2 separate regions of the Bombyx mori genome follow, and region 1 is linked to region 2. The links are chromatin contacts, called in public Hi-C maps. All regions are on one chromosome and are shown on one strand. Each heading gives the region's core, a stretch centred on a gene start, on an enhancer-like site or on the middle of the called end of the contact. The rest is flanking DNA. Distances are from core to core; before and after follow the strand shown. Region 1 holds the start of LOC101740157. Region 2 overlaps LOC101740157.

Region 1 (3,861 bases), core at 694-3,193, 48 kb before region 2:
ATAAATATCTATCTACGCAGAAAATTTGGAAGCGTCGCAATTTGGTAGAGCATAAATTGAATATTATGTGATTGAAATAAATATTTAAGAAGCGCCTTGCTCGTTTTTCTTTGAACATTTCTACTCATTGAGTTTCACACAATAAATACTATGTACACGTAATCTATTTATTTACCCAATACGTTTTTTATTTATTACAAATAACCCAATGCTTATACATTACAATTAAATACTTACAAATAAGTTATAACGCCATAACTAAGCCAGTAAAGACAAGCTATTTATTGGATCGACAAATTTTAAGTACCATACGCTTAGGTATTGTAAACTGTAAATTTTACAACGGAAATTATCTAAATAGCTACAATTCTGTTAAAGCTGATAAGGGGTTACTAACGTAGACCACGGCAACTGTAATCGAAGGTAATCTAAGTTCTACGACCCATAGTACATTATGAAGACATGAATATTTTGCAATCAACAACAAAGAAAATAAATATTTTCCATCGTTTATCGTACGTCCTTTTATATAACATTGCAAACACATTTATCGGGTAGATTGATGTAGAAGATACCTACATGCCATAGAAGGTTGTGTAATTAAGGCTTATTTTTTATACTATTTTTAATTCATATTTTTCAATAAAATTTATAGGACATGTACTGGAAATTTTTCACTTTTATACATAAACAGGAACTTTATCAATGTACCTAATTTTGAAGTCATCCTTGCCTAAAAGATAGGACGATTGGTGTACTCGTATCGAGATATCGATCTCATGTCGACGTCGTGTCATAGATGTGTGAGAGTATTCACATTGTCTTACTGGTGGTAGGACCTCTTGAGAGTCCATACCGTACCGTACCGTACCTATGTACGTGGCGTACCCTAGGCCTACCCTGCCTATTTCTGCCGCGAAGCAGTAATGCGTTTCGGTTTGAAGGGTGGGGCAGCCGTTGTAACTACACTTGAGACCTTAGAACTTATATCTCAAGGTGGGTGGCGCATTTACATTGTAGAGTCTATGGGCTCCAGTAACCACTTAACACCAGGTGGGCTGTGAGCTCGTCCACCCAACTAAGCAATAAAAAAAAAGTGATATCTATGAACTTCCTGTAAGCTCTAAACACCAGGTAACCAGTGAGCTTGTTCATCCTCCTCATATATCTATAAATCGCTTTATGTATAAAATACATTACTCCTACATTATATACATCACATATTACTCCTCAGACATGATTCCTATCTACTTAAAGGTTTTCCGCGTCTTAGGAACATTAGTCAATATTAAGAGGCTGTGAAATACTGTGAAACCTTGTGACAAGAACAAAGGAGTTGTTTTTATTTTGTATCTCAATTTAGAGATATAAATATCGATAAAAATACATACATGCGATCATGTATAATGATGATCGATCGCAGATCATAACAACGTATTTGCACGCGCGTCTTCTCTGCGCACACGCAACGACTGATAGCTCACTTTACCCTTGATTATGTCAACATTAGGTTACACAGAATAAAAATGCAATGGAGTATCTTGATGCGATTATTTTTATTTATTTTTATTTTTTATTAATAGTCATTTTGATCGATTGAATTAACATTGTAATATGAATTTATTCATTCGGATGCTGTTCTAAAAGGTTAATGCTTACTCTTAAAATGAGATAGATTTAAATCTGTTTATCTATTTTACTGGTAATAACAGGTGGACCGTGGGTTTATATCTATCAATTAAATAAAATATGTTTATTACCGTGGGCTCAGAATCATTTACTGAAAATAAAAGACGGAAAATAAGATTTTTTTCCATTGCTTGAACCTTATACAAATGTTCAAGCTTATTATGTTTCGTAAAGGTATTCTGTCAGGAAGCGTTGAACAGCAAATTGTTGCCACATATTATTATATATTTTTAAGTTATTTTATCTTATCTCTATTACCTCCTCTGTTCGTGTTTCAAACGCTACCTATAATTTCGGTTAGCGCACGGTTCATATCATTCTTAGAGCGGTAACGACACAAACTACATCCGTTAGCTTTCTCCGATTACGAAAGCGCAATTCTTTAACAATTTGCAGCAGAGATGTAGCCGCTTTGCCTTATATACCGACTCGGGCGGTAAATTTTATCGATGGTTCAATTTTTTATATCTTTATCCTATGTAACTTTTTAGTGATCGTAGATTTTTGTTTTTATTATATTATATAAAAAAAATTCTGTTGTATTTAGATGTAGAAAGTATTATTCAATTATTAGAGGAGTACGCTTGAGATTTGCACAAATTCAGCATAGTAAGCTAATTTTGAAGAATGGGTCACCTCTTGAGAAGTGCCTTCGTGCTCGGCGTAGGAGGAAAAGATGACGAAGGTAAGAATAAACGTTATATTCAAATTGCAAAATTTACATTATAATAGGTTACGTTGTCATAAATTGTATTAATTTTCCCATTATTTGACATCTGAACGATTTTGATTCGAAGCTTAAAGTATTAATTAGCACAAGAGACAGTTAATAAGATGATTTGTGCGTAAAACGTTATGTTTTAAGAATATATTATTACTACTAACATTCAACAAAACCTGTGTTGCTTGAAGCGATCGTGATAAAATCATTATAATTTATTAACATGTGTGCTAAATGATCCGTAGTGCAGTACAAACTATGGATCTAAAAAATAAAAAAACCCGAAATGGAGCCTGGATGTGGTTTGCTTTCAATACATTGATTTGAAGCCAATTTAAAAAATAGGTTGCATGCAACTGAATAAATAGTACCAATTTCTATTATATACCGTAGGTTTTTACTACTTATCGAAACGTAAACGAATCCGAAAATTTATAGGTAAAACGTTTTTTTTTTTTTGTATCGCAAATAAATTTTTGTGACGTTTTCCATTAACGTTGTCAACGAGTCTTCAAGAGCTTATTAGGTACTGGTCTGAGCACATATTATTATGATATTAATATCGATACGAATGACCAGTAAAAAAAAAAAAACGATCCACATTAGTTAAACTCGAGCTAAGGTTTTCTTTTATGTTCGGGTTACCAGAATAACAAATATCAAGTATCAAGTACAAATCCCTGCATACCGAATACCTTAAACAAAGAGATACGCATTATTATAGTTTTAAAAAAATATCGATTTTTTGGATTAGATTTTGGAAAAATAGAACCCCAAACACGTGATAACAGGATTTAGTGTCACTAACCATCAGGCGAAATGAGACGTTTCTAGTAATCTTTTATTCCTTTTCTTAAAGTTCATTGTCAGGTACCACAAGATTCTTAATAACACGTTAAATAATCTATTTTCTAGAAAAAATAGGGATTTAATCATAATGTAATGAATTTATTTAATTGAAAAGTTTTTGGTAATTAAACTATCACATTAATATTCGTGTTCGTTATGTAATACACATTTAAAGGTACGTTGACTAAATGAACTTGCCCCTAAAACCTACGCTAAAACTCCATAAATGTGAAAGTTTGTATGTGTGTAGGTTGTTTGTTACCCAATCACGTAAAAACAGATTTGAACGAAATTTCTCACAAAGATAATTTATAAAATATATTAATTACTCGTGGGTCTTGGAGGGGCATGCATGCGGGCGGAGCGGTAGAGACTTCGCCAGGCAACCACGAAGTTTTTCCAAAAAGCTGTCAGTCGATATCGAACACCAATTAAATATATTTTACATCGTTATACTTTATAAATTATACACCTTAAACTGGGATAGTTTTAATAATTCGTTATAGGATACTTTTTATGGTCGTAAATAAGATGTCGCAACGTCGGGTATATCTACTATATTAAATATGTTTTCCCTGGTTCGTGGTTTTTTCTACGAATGT
Region 2 (3,794 bases), core at 355-2,854:
CTCTTTTATGACAGTGATTAGATTACATTAACGCCGAAGAATAGAAACGATCAAAATTAAACAAGGATCGTATAAAACAATAACTCGACGGAATACTCTAGATCTGAGATAACGTATATATTGTTCATTGACTTCAAGAAAATCTTTCTATTAGTAACGTTTTAAATACTAGAGCAACGTACGTGACTTCTCGCACGAACGATATAAGCCTGGAATATTTGTTGGTATATTTTTAACATTTTAAGACCGTATACTTTTTTTTAATCAAAATAATACGGACTAATTAATATATCTCGCATGTCGAAAAGAAAATGTAAAATTAAAGCATCAAATTCTTTGGTTAAACTATAAATTATGTAAATTGTGTTCTAGAACTTTAAAAGTATTTGTTACAATGCTATTCAAATAAAACATGTTAGCGAAAAAGAAGCAAACTAATGTTTTTGGAAATTCTAACTAGGTTTACAATGATACATTACATACAGCACAATTAATATTGCACAAACTTCTGCGTATTCTGCTCATCGTTCTCGGGAAACAGCGGTTTTTTTTTAACAAAAAAAGATAAGCATCTCCGATACGTCAGGCTTCTTAGAGATTAACTGTTAGATACGCGGTAACCGAGATTTTCCTCACGACGATTGGCAGCAGCGATTTTACGGAAAGACCATTCGAAATTACTTGTTAATGACGTAGCTTACAAAGTACATAAATTGTAGATTAAGACGTTGATTTAGGTTGTCCTTAAGCACTTTACTGGTGGTAGGACCTATTGTGAGTCCACGCGGATGGGTACCACCACCCTGCCTATTTCTGCCGTGAAGCAGTAATGCGTTTCGGTTTGAAGGGTGGGGCAGCCGTTGTAACTATACTGAGACCTTAGAACTTATATCTCGAGGTGGTTGGCGCATTAACGTTGTAGATGTCTATGGGCTCCAGTAACCACTTAACCACCCATCTAAGCAATAAATAAAAAACTTATTGCAAAGAAGTAACAACTGAGTTGCTGATAAAATTATTGCGATCTTGAATAATATTGATAGCTAAAGAAAACATGACTATAGTTAAAATGTCTTTGTTGAAAATAATTTCTAGTATTCCAACAGAGTCGTGAGTTTCGCGTCTCGCATACGTCACCTCGACAATACCGCCTGCCGTCAAACATATGGCGTTATATTAGTGCTGGCACGCCACACACCTCCATACATACGTAGACTGTACGCTGCAACAGACGTTCGTTCGTTATTATTTTCCTCATTATCAATGCAACTGATAACAAACAGTATTTAAGTTGTTGCCTGACGTCACAGTTCGAAGAGTAGTCGAGCTACCGAGTTGAAGTTTCGTGATTAACTTGGATAAGTTTTGAGTGTTTTTTTTTTCTGGTGCCGTGATATTTGAAATCGGACCGGTGTAAATTATTCTTGTCAAGGAGTAGAAAAACAGGTTAGTTGTGAATCGATATTTTTTAACATCCGTATTGAGTGGCACATGATAAAATTTATTGATTATAAAAGAATATTATGACACACCTTAAGATCGAAGCCAGTTTTGTCCGGTTTCGGTGCAAAAAGTTTAAGGAAGGTGCATACATGGGTGAATCATTAACGATTACAACGGTGCCTAAAACCCACTGTCAAATGAATTTATTGAAATGACGACGACCACAGAATATTGTTCGCAAAAGAGGGCTCCTCTATCTGTATTTAGTTTTAAAAATAAAAATCAGTCACCACTTCTGATAATTGCATCTAAGCTTCATATATTGCGTGACCATAATAAAGATATAATAAAGAACACCAAAAACATTATTTAATTTTATCAAGGTTACCAATTTTGTGGATTTTAAAGCATCCGTTTTATTTCTTTGATAACGAATAGCTACCGGTGTGACACAGCTCTCTTCAAAAGGAAGATTAACCCTTTTAAGAAAAACAATACGACATAAGAACAAAGTATTCAAACAAGACAGTCGCTTCACAATAGATACATTTTAATTGTTCGAAACTTATGCAATAGTTCAATTCTGAAGGACTAATACACACATGATAAAGCACGAAATAGTAGTTGATCCATTAAAATACTCAAATAATAGTTATTGTAAACAACATTGTTGATAAACTGCAGAAAACATGTGCACCTTATTCAATTTATAAATACTGATTCGTTTTTTTTTTCTGTATAATAATAACTTTGACTTGAACAATGCAACTTTTAAATGAATAGACTCCAGAAGATGCCCCCTGTAATTTATAAATTTCTTAAGTAAATATTTTCTAAATTCGTCAAAATTCATGTAAAATCTTATTAAGCTTGCATTACAAAAATGTAACAATTCCCATTTGTGTTGGCAAACAATCGTAGTTTTGAATTTTCAATGAAAAATAAAACTCCGAAATAAATCATAAGTTATTGGATGTTATAATAGTTTCGGAATAATGTAATACAAGATTTGGTTATTCAATAGTTTTTTTTTATCAGCATGGTCAGATATATCGGATAATACGTGATGCCCCAGCCTACCTTGAATCATGAGGTCAAAGTCTTTTTATTTTAATAACTCTTGAAACCACAATATAAGATATCGCACTAATTTACAATAATTATCTTGTTCCTAAGAATTTTAAAAATTGTTTTGCTTCGTAAATGCAGCTTTGTCTATGCCTGATGAATAAATTAATGCTTTGCGGCCAAAATAAGCGGTATTGTTGTACCAACTCTCGTTTATTCACAACCTACATTCACGGTATTTGGTTTTTTTTATGATTTAAGGATTACTGGTGGCCAGTTTCACCAGGACAGGAAAGGCTCAGCCAAAAGCCAGGACGCTGTATTTAGGTTCTAGTCGAACTATCCACAGAAATCTTGAACAAATCTTGAAGTTATATTAAATAAATATTTGCCATACGTTTCGCTTTATCCCCCTTAGTAGATAAACATTTTACTTTATAGATTATTTGATAAGCATGAAATAAAGAATGTTCCAGAATTCTGCAATTAAATAAATATTTGTCATACATTTCGTTTTATCCCCTTAGTAGATAAGCGTTTTACTTTATAGATTATTTGATAAACATGAAAATAAGGAAAGTTCCAGAGTTCTGCAGGCAATCGATATAATTTTATTAATGATATTTTTTTATGATTTTATGATTATATGAGTATGTGCATTTTTTTTTCATGCTCTATAAGTTATTATATGATATCAAGGCATAATTAGATTGTTTTGATTTTTTTTTTTATTAGGTTCACACAACTAGATGAAAACTGCACACATAAACATTGAACTTATTTACATAAAATAATACATTATAGAATTCACCCTTTTGGGTGTGAACACATCTTGCTTAAGAGCGTTTGTGCTTAAGATAAAAATATCGTTAACTAATATTAAATTAAGACAAAGAAAACAAAAAACTGCATATACAAACTTACAAAAAAAAAAAAACAATGAAAATAAAAAATTAAAAGAGGGTAATTAATGTTCTATAGAAATAAAAATAAATGTGGTTGGTCTACAGCTCGGTGTGGATCACGGAACTTAAATTTATTTTAAGTGAGGCTAGAGAAGCATGGCAAACAAATATGTCAATTTCATCACGTATACTATTTGCCAGGGAAGTCATACGATAGACAGGAGAGTGCTGGCCAAGATTACTTTTGATTTTTGGTAGGTGGAAAGTTTTCCGATTACATAAGAGAAAAGCATTGGGCGTGTGTCACATTTTTATCAATTCTTGGCTTTTTTCTCCATTAGATTATATAGCTAGCTTAGAAACCCTCTATCAATGCGG

Evidence for each region. Hi-C and Micro-C count contacts between places; a contact is called where the count stands out from the background.
Region 1: a Hi-C map of middle silk gland shows a contact between it and region 2, with 1.9 times the contacts expected there. The contact joins the promoter of LOC101740157 here to the enhancer-like site in region 2. A contact is called at or near these places in 2 of 7 Hi-C or Micro-C datasets (middle silk gland and whole pupa).

The regions. Positions count from the first base shown.
Region 1 is chr8:9,598,509-9,602,369 of ASM3026992v2, reverse strand. LOC101740157 reads left to right here and starts at 1,943. Exons shown (of 3, transcript XM_004932097.4): 1 at 1,943-2,374. The coding sequence starts at 2,317.
Region 2 is chr8:9,550,646-9,554,439 of ASM3026992v2, reverse strand. The region is part of intron 1 of LOC101740157; the gene reads left to right. Among protein-coding and RNA genes, the nearest start is that of Mir2840, 3.7 kb to the left of the region's middle. Within about 2 kb of position 1,604, at least 2 of the 8 cell types and tissues checked have open chromatin away from gene starts, as enhancers often do.